2 separate regions of the Mus musculus genome follow, and region 1 is linked to region 2. The links are chromatin contacts, called in public Hi-C maps. All regions are on one chromosome and are shown on one strand. The core of a region is the stretch at or near the end of the contact, and the rest is flanking DNA. Distances in the headings are between cores, read along the strand shown. Region 1 holds the start of 1700034P13Rik (RIKEN cDNA 1700034P13 gene). Region 2 overlaps Pcmtd1 (protein-L-isoaspartate (D-aspartate) O-methyltransferase domain containing 1).

Region 1 (7,049 bases), core at 3,594-6,093, 2.6 Mb after region 2:
AAACAAATAAAAGCTCAAAACAGCCCTTTTCTCTACCCCATGACCTCCATGATATAAACTGTGTTCTATCACACCCTCCCCAGCATGATAAATTGAACCATCTGAAGCCATTAGCTAAAAGAACCAGCCCAAAAAAAGGGAAAACACATCCCTGGCTACTTCAAGTACACACACACACACACACACACACACACCCCTCTCTCTCCCCCAACCCTGTGTGTGTGTGTGTGTGTGTGTGTGTGTGTAATCAAATAAGACATTTTTCTAAAATGCTATGACTGATATATTTGAGGTTTATCATTTTTTATGTCTACAGAAAAGAAGGTTGGTTGTGTTTTGATAAAAGCTATAAAATCAGAAGACTTCCTCAGCAAAGGATCAGAATAGAAGCATCTTGGGGAACTCATTATAGTCTAAACTCGTTCCTAGAAAATTAGATGCAGGAAGCTTAAATCAATACTTTTTGAAAAGTAATTATAAGCTAGTATTTTTACTAACTTTCAATACAGAATATATTACCATACTAAGCAAATACTTAAGACTACTGATTCATAATCTCACCCATGCCAATGTATTAATCTACAATGGAGTAAACGGAATCCTTACCTATACTCTCCCCTGTTATCAAATGAAGCTAAATGAATGGTAAAAGTAAATGCTCTTATAAAATCATGGAATCAGGTAAAGAGGGTGTTCTGGCAGAGGCGCAAAAAACCAGGACTCAAAAAATATTCCTATCCTTCAGCAAAGATTACCTTTCTAGTTACCAGAATTATCATGAACCCCAGGTGATAAATTTCTTATGTACAACAGTGTATAAGCACTGCCAAATTCTGCTTTTCAGACTCTTTTTCAATGTTGAATGCTGACTATCCATTCCATTTCTGCAGATACAGTCTCTTTTCTTTTCTTTTCTTTTCTTTTCTTTCTTCCTTTCTTTTTCTTTCTTTCTTTCTTTTGTTTTTCAAGACAGGGTTTCTCTGTACAGCTCTGGCTATCCTGGAACTCAGAAATCCGCCTGCCTCTGCCTCCAAAGTGCTGGGATCAGAGGCGTGCGCCACCACGCCGGCTACAGTCTTTCTTTAAACATGTTAAATTCAATTAAAAACAAAACAAAACCCTTCAAATTGCTTACTATACGTTGGGCACTAGCTATGGGATATACAAAGTCAACAGCAGATATTCACCACATAAATGTTCAAATTTACCCTCTCTTAAGACAGACATTATCACGCTGTTTTAGCTTAGGAAACTGCCAGTCTTAAAATATTTTCTGGCCAGGCAGTCAGAAAAAAAAATTCTGTATATACCTAATTTTGCCCATTTTGTGAGGATGTTATTTTCAGAGTTCTGGGAATACTTTACCCATGTTCATATCAACTACAAGTGATCTTTTGTACAGAAGCAATTGAAATATTGGGGAGTTAATAGTTTTCCTGAAATCACTAAGTAATTTGAGCCAAGAATCAAATTGTGTCTTCTGATTCCCAACATCATACAGCCATTCTTCTATTCCACAAAATCTCTAAGAAACCACAATGTCTCAGAAATATAGAAAATACCTCGGATGATTTCCCCAATTCAGTTTTTTTTCTTTTTTAATATTTTTTATTAGGTATTTTCCTCATTTACCCAATTCAGTTTTTATGCCTACCAAACCAAAATGGACAATATCAAGTTGAAAGTTTGTACAGCTTTTATATCTCCCATGAGTAGGCTCCCAACTTAAAGCCAGTAATAACAAATCATTATAGTAGACCAAGGCCCAATTCACTACTATTTAGTAGTCTGAGAAAACAGAATTAAAAGCCAGCCCTTTTCTAGCAAAAAGGTCTAATCTCAACAAAATTAAGTCTCTTGTAACAACTAACCTTTAAATTTTCTTCATACTTGAAAACTGTGTAAAGCATGTTAACACACCAACTTAAAGACAAAGATTAAGCAAATAATGTAAATAGCGTACCACTAGGCAGGATCCCAAATTATCTAAAGGCTGAAATTACAGTATTTAGCTGATAGTATATTTTCCTTCAATTTATACTAAATTATCAAAAAGAAATTCCTAACCCCATTGCCATCTTTCTTGTTTGTTTCTTATGAGCTATTCACTGCAATTATGCCAGAGTCACTGAACCATAAAATTAAACACAAAACCTATCATACACATAAGAAAAACATAATGAAGGAAGAACCGGAAATGGAAGAGATAGGCTAGTAGGTGGGAGCTCAGTGAGACTATAAACACCAGAAACTGCAATTCATCAAACAGGAAGTCCTGAAATCACATGACAGACAGGAAAATGAAATTAAAAATAAATGAAAAATGATCAAGATGGAGCTCAGAAAGGGAGAAAAAGAAAGGGCTTTAACTATAAATACATTTTTTAAAAATAAATTTTGAAATAAATTTAATTAATCTCATTTACAGTTGAGTAACTACTTTCATTCTGTAGTTTCAAGCTGTTCTAATTCACTCAATAATCATATTAGTATCTACTACCAAACAGGAAAATAATTTTCTCCTATGTATAGAATCAAATATTTATGGTAACAACAGGTTTTTCTTTTCCCTCTCCACAACAACAAAATCCTCAGTATTTCATACTCACAATAAAAATACACCATCAGAGTTTAATTGCTCTTACCCATTAATGTAGCTAAAAGACACAAGGAGTACATTTCTTTGTCAGCTTGCTCCTGAAGTTCCTTAGATGACAGTTTACCAGTAACAGCAATCTCTTCTTGTTTCACAGTGTGGGCTGAGTGTGCAGCAGTGGATGGACCACCTTCTGCTCTTCCTTTTAAGATCTCTATTGTAATTCTGTCACCGTGCTGTAAAGGAACTGGCTCCTTTTCCATCCCTGCCTGGGGTGGCATTAACTCTTTAGGAGGAAAGCCATATCGAATACACTGTAAATATGGAGGAATGTTGAACTCTCTGGCTATACTTTCCTGAAGCTCAAAAAAGGTTGTTGAAGGCTTAAGGGTAACCATAGACTGCCGTCCATCGTTAGTTGTTATTCGAATCTTCTTCTCCTTAGAAGTGGTAGGTGAGTAGGGAGCCTTGGTGGGGGTGGCAGGTGCAGATGATGGCCCATCACGAATAGTACTTGGAGAAACAGTTCTGGGCTGCCCCTTTTGCTCTTGTTTTAATTTCTCTGTTTTCCGTTTCTGCATCACAGAAGCTTGTTCTGTGATGTTCTGTTGAATAGTTCTTTCAGTTTTACTCATGTTTAATTCTTCCTTATGCAAAGTTTTTGTTTTCTGTCCAGTAAGAATAATTTTAGTTGGTAGCTGCGACTCCAATTCTTGTCCTTGCACATCTCCAACTCTCTGAGCATGAGCACCATCTATATTTACAGGAGTGTAATCGTCCGGATTTTTTTTTGCAGTCTGATGCAATATAGTGTGGACAACTTTCTGAACTAGGATCTCACTCCCAAATTCACCTGGAAAGTGCTTGGTAACAAGTTTCATTGCAACATCATAAACATTACTATTCAAAGATGGATCGCTTTCATACTGAAACCAATATACTGTTTCTCTGACTACTCTTCCTCCCCACTCCAAAGTGATAGGAAAAGCTTCTGGAAGATTGTCATACTCTTTACCTTCCCAAAAATGTTTGAATCCACAACCACATTTGCCACCAGTAGACCTAGAATTAGTTCTGTCTCCATCCAAATACACAATAGAGCCATCTCCTCTGACTCTTCGCACAGATGAGCCATGGCACCAATTACAAGCTGTTAGATTACTCAATCCATAGTCTGGTAGCAGAACATCTTTTACTGGATCATATGAACAAACCAAATTGTTTAAGGGAAAGCTGTAATTTTTGTCAGGCCTCAACTGCCCATGAGTACTTTTTGCCAAGTTATACAGTTTCCCTCCTGGAGCCAACCACTCAGAAGGGACATGAAGTTCAGAAAGGGCACCACAAAGCAAACACTTGTGAAGGCGATTGTCCATTACTGCCTTTTTAGCAGCTGCTGTAACTTCCTCAGGCTGAACTCCTATCACCCCAGTCCTTCTGTAGAAATACTGATGTACATCAGCAACCAAACTAGGATGGATACCATGTTTGTCCATAAAGACTTCTTCCATAGCAGCAACCAGCCTAAGTAAGTACTTATCCTGCAAACTTCTGTCTCCTCCAATAACACAGCCACCATCCTCCTCAAGCTTGATGTACTTTTTAATAAGGTCCTGAGGCACACCCCATGCTTTAGGTAACAAATTCATGGGTAGTTTGGGCAGGGCAGCCCCCTTTATGCCTACCAAGGGAATATAATGGTTTCTACCAGAGCTACTCCACGCAATACAGATTGGCTTGTTCAAATGACCATCTCTCCCAGTGCATTTCTCTGCAGGTATGAGGCCAGGTAGAAAGGTGGCTGAATAATCACCAGAGCTTCTCATGCCGCTGAGGGAATCTAAAAGAATTATGGGACGATGTAACACATTGGCAAGGCCGAATATGTGGATATTCCTCAGGCCTAAGGGGACACCTTCAGGTGGCACAAACAGAGGGTCACATTCATTGATAATGTCCTCCCACTCGGCAGCATCAATAAAGTCATGAAACAGGGCTTGATATCGGGCTAGGTGCTGCTGAAAGTGCTGCTTAAGATTCTCCCTCAGAGCATGCCAGAAGAGCTCTCGGCCTACTAGAGCCCTAGACACAGCATGCACTAGGCAGTGTCCATCCCCATCCACATGCACTGGGATGAGGCATTCTTGACTTTTATTAGCCCGTTTGATATCCTCGAGCGTGTCGTGCAAATACAGGAGGCTTCCGGAGCGGTCCTTGCCATAGCCCACTGTGTTGACGTGCTCTGGTTCGATGAGGAAGGCCCGGTCACCAAGTAACGCGCAATCGAACAGTTCGCCTTGGTTCATGTCCCGGAGAAGCTTGGCCCGGCCCGTTTGTTTGTCCATTCCATAGCGTGCCAATATTGGCGACAATAATTTGCAGTGGTAGTTGGAGAGGCCCATCACCTTTACCAGTTCCGTGTTCTTCTTGGGAGCCCCCGTCACTCCGAGTAGCGCGTTCCGCAGCAGATTGTGCAGCACTACGTCCGGGTCGGTCACCTCCTCCACTCCCAGCAGCTGTTGCTGCTCGTGCCGCTGTCCGCACTCGGTACACTCGATGCTGACAGAACCCGAGGCCGGGAAGAAGAGGCGCGCCTGGCACTTGGGATCCGGGCAACTCCCGGAAAGGATTCTTCGGTCCCTTCGTTTCGAAAGGCCCCCCGGAGAAGCCGCCGCCGCCAGAGACGACGAAGTCTGCGGAGCCTCAGGGGGAGGCGGCGGCGGCGGCAGCGGAGGAGGCGGCGGCGGCTGAGACATCGCTCTCGGCTCTCGCTCGGCGTCCCAAGCGACCCTCAAAGGCACATAGCCAGACCTCCGCCGGCCCGACGAGGTCTAGTCCAGGCCCAGGGCGAATGGCTTTCCTTTTCCTACCAGTTCCTCCTCCTCCTAGGCGAAGGCGGAAGCGCCGGACGTTGTTTCTCTTCTCACTTCTCCACTGCCTTAGCCGTTGCCCCGAACGTAACGGCCACCACCCCACCCCGCACTCACACTCACTCACTCTCGCTCTCTCCCTCAGACACAGACATACACGCCCTCACTGAGACTGCGCAGGCGTAGCTTCTGCTCTGCCCTCTGGGAACCAGAGTCTTCCGGCTCCTCTCTCGCGAAGGAGTGCTAGGCGCTTCCGTCCAGAAAGAACTTCAAATACCGTGATGCAAAGCGACTCGACGCACGCGGGGAGGAGGAAGAGGAAGGCACTCGGAAGGTGGGGGCAGAAAGGAAGTCGATGATTCGCGGAGCTTGTCGGTAGTTGTATTTTTAACTGGATCTCTTTTGTAGTTTGTCCCCCATTCTATGGCCCACGAGAAAGAGTCAGAGAAATCACATTCCTAGGCTGCTGTGGGTAGTGTCCCCCTGCACTTTCCCCTTGCGCAGAAAGGAGTGTGCTTGGGGAAAACAAAAGTGCAAAGGATTGGTGTGGAAGAGGGTCTAAAGTCCACCACCACTGCTAGGAAGTCCGGGTTAAAGGTCCTAAGAACATGGAAGGAGTTTTCTATGAGGCTACTTTTTTTTTTAAGTATATTAATTTTTCAAATACGATGTCATTTTTTTAAAATTACCACTTAGCTAGCAAGTGCCGTAACTGAGCTTCTATCTTATTCGTAGTTATAAGCTGGTAGGTTAATGATGAAAGGTCACAGTTTGAGAATTACTGATCGCCAACTTGTAAGAACACTTTTAAAGAAAACATCCTGTTATTATATTTGTCTTTTTGTATGTCTGTCTGTCTGTCTGTTTATTTGTTTATTTGTTTGTTTGTTTGTGTAGAATTCACTAAATAGACGAGGGTGGCCTCAAATCCACAGAGATCCACCTGCCTCTATCTCCTGAGTGATGGGACTAAAGATGTTTGCCACCAACCTGTCTTCTTTTTTAAGTGTTAAGGAAATTGCTTGTCATCAAATGTTTAAAAAATAAGTTTAAAAGAAAGTTAACGTTGTCTGTTAGCAGTTAGAGATCACAATTATTAAGGTTTTTCTATGCATATATAGTATACAGTTTTACTTTTTTAGCCCAGGCAGACCTCAAACTCCCTATAGTAGAGAATTGACCTTGAACTTTCTGTCTTCTGCCTCCACCTCCCAAATGCCAGGGTCAGAGGTACATACCACTACACCTAGGTTATGCAGTGTTAAGGGCTGAACTTGGAGCTTCATGCATGATAGGCAGGCATTCTACTAACTGAGATATAATCCCAGCCTGCATAATATATAGGAGATTTTCACTTCACTCTATTTTTTAGACTATAATATAATTATATGTCCCTTCCCATTCCTCCTTCCTAACCCTCATATATGCCCCTCCTTGCTCTCTTTCAAATTCGTGGTCTCAACTGATGCATTTTTCAAACTGTATGTGTGTGTGTGTGTGTGTGTGTGTGTGTGTGTAGATCTATAACTGTTCTTTGTGTTAAACACACTCTTTTCTCTGAAATTCAGGATAATTAGGCTCTA
Region 2 (6,932 bases), core at 3,562-6,061:
ATTACATTTTGACCCTATTTTAAACAATTAGAGGTTGGGTAGTCTTGTCTCTGAGAGAAATTAAATATCCCTAATGTGGGTAACCTAATACTTTTAAAGGCTAAGATTTCATTGTGAAGCTGATATCTTAAGTGTAACTTGAAAGTATAGTAGACATTCATTAATTAAAGGTAGCCAGTGAGGGCCATTTGGGGCAAAGGAACAGCACACACAGGCACAGGAGTAACTCTTCATGGTTCTCACATGGAATCAGAGAGAAGTAATTCAGTCTAGCTTCAGAGATGTTTACACAGCTTGTAGTAGTACTTGGAAGTCGGGTTGTGTCGTCATAACAGAATACAATCAGAAATGACAGACAGCATCTCATGATAAGCACATATTTAGGAATACTATATAAGAATTTTGAGGTGCTCTTGCTTTGTAACAACTGTTTTGCTCTGTGATTCCTAACCCACCCCTTGGACATGTGAATTAATCCCTTTGAGGGATTAATTTTCTCATGAATTTGTTGCCTCCTACCATTTCTTCCTTTAAAGATGTCAGTGTCAAAGCATTGCTGTACTTGGTGAGCAAATTATAGTACAGTTTCTTTAAAGGAGCCAGCAATCATAGTTCATCCAGAACATAGTATCCCCGTATTCTCTTCATGAGACCAAAATGATGGAAGAGAATTCTGAAAAATATAAGCAGTGAGATAGAGTTTACAGTTAAAAAAATTAATTAACACGCCTGGCTCACTGTGAAAGTATGGAGTTGAGAGTACAGTGTGTACTTTTCTTAACTCTACCTCCTAGCTCTTTCATCCCTTGCTGTTTTCCTTTACCCCCATCTACAAAGACAGTAGGGAATGACGGACAAGGCACAAGACTGGTAGATTCCTTAAATGTATGTTCACTGATGTATCTAAGCTGTAGTGAATTTTAATGAGAAGTAATATATAGTAAGCTCACTATTAATTATCCAAGGATATGTTTTCTGAAGTAAAGTTGATTCTGATTGAAATCATTTGGTCATCCTTCAGTGTATGCCAATCTTTTACTGTAAATTATTTCATTTGTATTAGTGGCTCAATCCTGCTCTATGATTTTATTATTACAAAAATTAAGAATTAGTTTTAAAAGATTGGATGTGGTTGGGAACGGTGGTTCATACTGTAATTGAAGCATTAAAAGAGGCTGAAGCAGGGCTACTTCAAGGGGTTTGAGCCCAGCTTGAATTTAAGGTGTAAGGGGTGAAAAGAATTGTATTTGCATTGAGGTTTCAGTTTTAGTTTGCATAATAGTTTATTTTTTACTTTATTGACAGAATTTAAGAAATAACACTGAAGTCTATAGAGAGTAGTCTGTTGATGTATAATATTACCAGGAACCAGCATTATGATTTAATTTGAAGAATCTTGAAACCATATCTCCTTTTGTGTCACTTAAGAAAATCATAGGGGCCAAAGCTGAAGTTATAAAAGCATCTCAAAATTGTGGTTTGATGGACTTTCATTATATTTACTTCTATGCTTCACTTCTAGTAAAGTTTCATATGGCCCAAAATAGGTTAATGCTTTGTATGCTGTATCGTAGATAAAAAACCAACATACTTGGTCAATGTTAAATTTCACTTATTTTTAAATAAGATTTCCTAATTATATTTTATTCTTAAAATTAATTTTGGTTGCCTTGCGTTTTCTAAGACAGGATTATGGGGATTTGTTAAAGAACTAATGTTTTGTTAAAACCAATTAAAATGTTTGTTTTCCCACATAGATTTGAATTCTGTGAACCCGCATTTGTGGTGGGTAATTGCCTTCAGATAGCTTCTGACAGTCATCAGTATGATCGAATTTACTGTGGAGCTGGAGTCCAGAAAGACCACGAAAACTACATGAAGATCTTACTCAAAGTTGGGGGCATATTGGTCATGCCTATAGAGGATCAGGTACTTTTACTGTCCTGCATTTGTCACAGGACAGTTGTAACATTGGGAATTAGGACTCTGACAGAGAAAGATAGATTGTAACTTTAAAGAAGAAACATTTTTATAGATCTGTTTATGTATATACATAGAAAGAAGCTTGAAAGAGATCCTTAAATATTTTAAGCCAAGCAGATGTAGAGAGGAAATATGATGGGAGACTAGAGCTCACTTGAATAGTCAGCCTCCGCCAGTCAGCCAAGCTCCTCATTTGAATGCATACCCTCTACCTGTAACATGTCAACTCTGGTGCATGGCTAGCTTCAAGCACTTAGCTTCATAAATAAAATGAGCCTTTTAAGAAACAAAACCAGGCTAGAAAGTTGGCTCAGTAGATAAGAATGCTAAAAATTATTAGAAATGCTTTTGGAAGGACCAGGGATGTGTTTGAGTTGTAGAGGGCTTAACTCCCAGGTAAGGCTACGAACTCTCCGTGGCAACACACATGTACACAGAAAACTTGGGCATGGCTGGCTCAGTGTGAAGGTGTGGAGATGAGAGCAAGTGTACACTGTGTTTAACACATATCTACACAGTTCCATGTACTTTACTTGATTTACTTGAGCATTTCTGAAGTTTACACCTATAATTACTGACTTGCTTGAGTTCCTTTAATGATGTGTTTGAAAATATGTTTTTCTTGAGCAAGGATCTTGTTATATAACTCAAGCTAACCTGCAGTATAGAACATTGATGTCTTAGTTCATGCATACTGGGATTATAGACATTCTAAAATTGGATATGTTTACTGAATTAATATGCTTCTTTTTGCGATTATTTAAAGCATTAAACTACATTTATCATGTATGTGTGGGTGTATCTGGGCATGCCACAGAACACATTTGGAAGTCAAAAGACAACTTGTAAGAGTTGTTTTCTCCTTTGGCATGTGAGTCTCAGGAATGAAACTCAGGTTACATGTTTGGCAGCAAGCATTCTTACAGGCAGCCATCTCTCTGGCTCTATTTGTGATGTGAAATTAAGGTTAGAATTAGAATCTCTTACCCCTGTTATAGAAGAGCATAAAGTGAGTTCACTGGTATAGTCCTCCTAACAGTACTCTAACCAAATGACTGAACCTATTTCAGAAATTTATTTAGGGAGGCAGTGTTGTGGACAGATCTGTACGGATACTTGTAGAAGCTTATAGAAGCTGGGTGTAACATAGAGACGTAGTTTATCCATATTTGGATATTCCTTTTGTATTGAAACATCTGTCTTGAAACTAGAGACACATGGCTCACTTGTTCAGAATGCTTTTTGTGCAGTCCTAGGGCAAGAGCTAGAATCCAGACTCCAGTAGTAAGCTGGTTGTCCGGCAGATGCCTGTAACTCCAGCTTTCAGTTCTGGTTTCCACACGTGTGCATGTGCACATACTCAACGAGGTCCTTCCCAGACCACATGTGTATGAATCCTTCAATGGCATATATACATAAATTTATTCATTGTGAATTTCATACATACAAACAATTATAGGCATTCTAAAATTAGCACCATTCACTGGAGAATGGTCAGCCTAACAAGGACACCATTCCTAAAGGAAACTGATTTTCGTTTTCCTAGCAGCCATCATCTATCAATACATACCTCAGCTGTGGGTGGGGCCTTATGAGGCCTTCCTGGATGGAAATGCTGAAATTTTGATCATAAACTGCTATGTGCCCATGGGTGCCATGGTCTTGTCATGTTGAGAAAACACCATTTTGTAGTAATGCTGTATGATCTCTGACTCTTACAGTTTTTCTGTCCTCTTTTGGGGGGGATGTTCCCTGAGCATTGAGAAGGTGTGATGTAGATGTCCTGTTTATGGCTGAGTACTCCACAAACACTTACTCTCTGGAGTTTGACAAATTGTGAGTCTCCAATAAGGACTGAGTAACATCAGTCATGATGGAGAGTTGATTACTATTTAGTCTGTTTAGTCAGACAATAGTAGTAGGTTCTCCCCTGGGTTCTGTAAGCTCAGACTTAAAGTAGCAGGCATGCATTTCCTGTGGAGTACATGGTAGATTTCTTGTGTTATAATACATAATTGAGTAGAAATATCTTGGTTGCATTTAAATGTTAACTTCTCATTAACAATTATTCTTGTAAAAATTTGACATTAAAGTAATTGAATTGCTTCTTTCTTGTTTCACTCCAAATAGTTGACACAGATTATGCGGACTGGACAAAACACTTGGGAAAGTAAAAATATCCTTGCGGTTTCCTTTGCACCACTAGTACAGCCTAGTAAGAATGATAATGGCACACCGGACTCTGTGGGGCTCCGTAAGTAGATATTTGAACCCAGAATGAGTTGTCACTGATGGCATTTAGTAGATCATATATATGATTATAACAAATTGAATATGGCAATAATGCAATGAGTAGGTTGATTATTCTTAATTTAGAAAAAAAGTCAAGTCTTTATGTAGTATGGGGCGCTGTATCTTCCTTCAAGAAACTTAGAGAATCGGATCATACCAACTGTAAACTTACTAGTTTGTAATGTAGTAGGAAGTAACTGTGGTGTTATAGAGTACACTTAGATCCAGCACAATTCAGACACCAAGTCAATACAGAAAACAACATTTTATTCTAATCAGCTCCTACTGATCAATCAGGGGTGTCGAGACTTGTGAGATGAACTGCAATTCCCACCCCAGCCCCTCAGCCAGAATGTTACAGAACTTTTAAGCCTGAAAACCACAAACATCTGTGCCAAGTTACAGTTACATTTTTCTACCAATCAAAATTCAGGGAAAAGAAACTTTCCTAGGGACATTTCCCTATGTGGTACACTTACCCTGTAGTCATTGGTTGGTTTATTCAACTGTGGCAGGGCAACTTGCTTAGCACTCATGTCTCAACCTGCCCTCCAGGATGTCAGTTACCCACATACATGTCTCTTTCTCTACCAAACAGGATGTCAGTTACCTAGGGAGGTTTGGGAACTTAGAGTTTATTTGACCCCTATTCAAAATGGAAAGCTCTCTCAAAATGACTTCAGTTTGATTCCTCCTCATAGTAGAAGAGCATCTAGGCTAAGGGTAGCAGGAAGGAAGGCTTGTCTGCTACTGCTCCATGGTCGGAATTACAATGAGAATGCTGTCAGAGACCCTACTTGGCCAAGTGTTTATGGCAGTGTCATTTATCTCTTCTCTTCTCTTCTCTTCTCTTCTCTTCTCTTCTCTTCTCTTCTCTTCTCTTCTCTTCTCTTCTCTTCTCTTCTCTTCTCTTCTCTTCTCTTCTCGAGTCAGGGTCTCCTGTTCACTGTAAAGCCAAGGATGGCCTTGCACTCATATTCTTCATGCCTCTACCTTCTGAGTGCTGAAGTGCAAGTCCACTACATTGAGTGGCAGCATCTTTCCAAGATAGTGACTATAGAAGGTGTTAGGCTCATGAAGAACATGAGGAGTTCAAGATCAGGAGCATGTTTGGTGCCTGTGGAGGATGGATCATCACCTGGACAGTGGACTAGTTATTGTGAGGATAGCTTATGTGGGTGTGGATAGAATTGCTTGAAGGCAGAAAAATACCACAATGTGAGGAATGTGGGTGGAGGAAGAGGAATTGGTTTTCCCTTTAATGACTAGCTGAGTATGTTTGTGTTACATTATTTGGAAGGAGGGGAAGAGAGTGTGGACATTTTCTTTGGGGTATGTTTGAGGTGCCTACGAGTTTTTAAGTGTCAGGAAGCCTTTCGGTCCAAAACCTACTAAACAACTGAAATATCAGTACCGAATCTTCACTGTCAAAGACGGTGTCTGAAGCAGTGCTTGGACAACAAATAGATTAAATTATCCAAGGAAAGTAGAGATAAGAGGTAGGGAAGAGGGATTTGAGTTGGACCTGTTACCCACAAATTCAAGATAAAACAGTGAGACTCCTTAGTAAAGATGGGACCTAAGTATATGAGATGTCGGAGACCAACAAAAAGAGTCTCAAGGAGCGTGTGGTAGGCATTTCACCTGATCCTTGAGAAAGAAAGGGAAACTACCGTTAACTAGCTTTGAATATATCATAGTTTTGTTAACCATTAAATAAAGCTTTACTACAGATGAACCTCTCATTTAATTTGCTTTTATTTCATAGGAATTTGGATTTATACAGAAAACCCATTTTATTCTTAGTACTTGTTTGATTTTCTTTTTTTGTTTTGTCTTTTTGGTTTTTTTGTTTTTTTTTTTTAAATTTTATTTTTAACCATCTGACATTGGAACTAAAATGCTTTGCCTAGTATGTGACCTGTAATAATGGTTAGTAAAAAGCAGGTGGGAGTCTTGGGAAATTCATTACCTGTTTGATCCACTTCCTTAGTTCTTAGCATTTGAGGGATGATAAACTCAGAGAGGTCAGATACCTTAATGATTGTTGTGTCACAGCTCACTTAACCCAGCAGGATCAGCGAGAGGGAAGGAGCTTAGATTTGCATGGTTCTCTTAGACTTGTCCGCCCAGTTACAGGAAGCATACACATGAGTGAGCAGAGCCTAGCTGTTTTGTATGAGTTTTATGGCCGCATCAGAGACATATGTAGCCAAAGGTGGTTTTTTTTTGGTTTTTTTTTGTTTTTGTTTTTGTTTTTGTTTTTTACATACACAAATCACAAGCTATTTCGGGGAAATTAAGAGAGGTAGACTCTGAGACCTTTGGGTCCTATGGTAAGTATCATTCTCTGGGTGTGTCATTGGCATAAAGGTTTCTTCACCTGGACCCTAGAGAGTGCTATGGAGACATAGTGACTACTTTTAAGGATTTATAAAGTTCTTCCATCTTGACTTTGTGTTTCTATTTTCATCTCATTTAGAAAGAGACTAAGCTCTCAGTTCTGAAAAATTTTTAAATTTTCATAATTTAGAAACTATTCATAACCAACCTTTTAAAAATGCTTATTGGCTATTTGGTAATAACAATGTACAAGAGACAAACCACATAAAAATATCCACATTTAACAGAAAACAAAAAATAAGAGAAGTTAAAGA

Evidence for each region. A called contact is a pair of places that touch in the nucleus more often than the background predicts.
Region 1: a contact with region 2 is called in a Hi-C map of B cells, with 6 read pairs. The contact joins the promoter of 1700034P13Rik here to the enhancer-like site in region 2. A contact is called at or near these places in 4 of 39 promoter capture datasets (the C10 cell line, cranial neural crest, hippocampal neurons and 1 more), 1 of 484 Hi-C or Micro-C datasets (B cells) and 1 of 115 datasets of contacts at active chromatin or transcription factors (the 230-238 cell line).

The regions. Positions count from the first base shown.
Region 1 is chr1:9,742,805-9,749,853 of GRCm38.p6, forward strand. 1700034P13Rik (RIKEN cDNA 1700034P13 gene) reads left to right here and starts at 4,844. Exons shown (of 4, transcript NR_040462.1): 1 at 4,844-5,800. It overlaps Vcpip1 (valosin containing protein (p97)/p47 complex interacting protein 1), which reads right to left and starts at 5,578. Exons shown (of 3, transcript NM_173443.3): 1 at 2,646-5,578. The coding sequence starts at 5,352.
Region 2 is chr1:7,159,135-7,166,066 of GRCm38.p6, forward strand. Pcmtd1 (protein-L-isoaspartate (D-aspartate) O-methyltransferase domain containing 1) reads left to right here. Exons shown (of 6, transcript NM_183028.3): 4 at 1,758-1,929; 5 at 4,114-4,237. Among named protein-coding and RNA genes, the nearest start is that of Pcmtd1, 74 kb to the left of the region's middle. Within about 2 kb of position 4,812, at least 18 of the 459 cell types and tissues checked have an H3K27ac peak or open chromatin away from gene starts, as enhancers often do. A contact at or near this core is called in the 230-238 cell line and B cells, where this site is marked.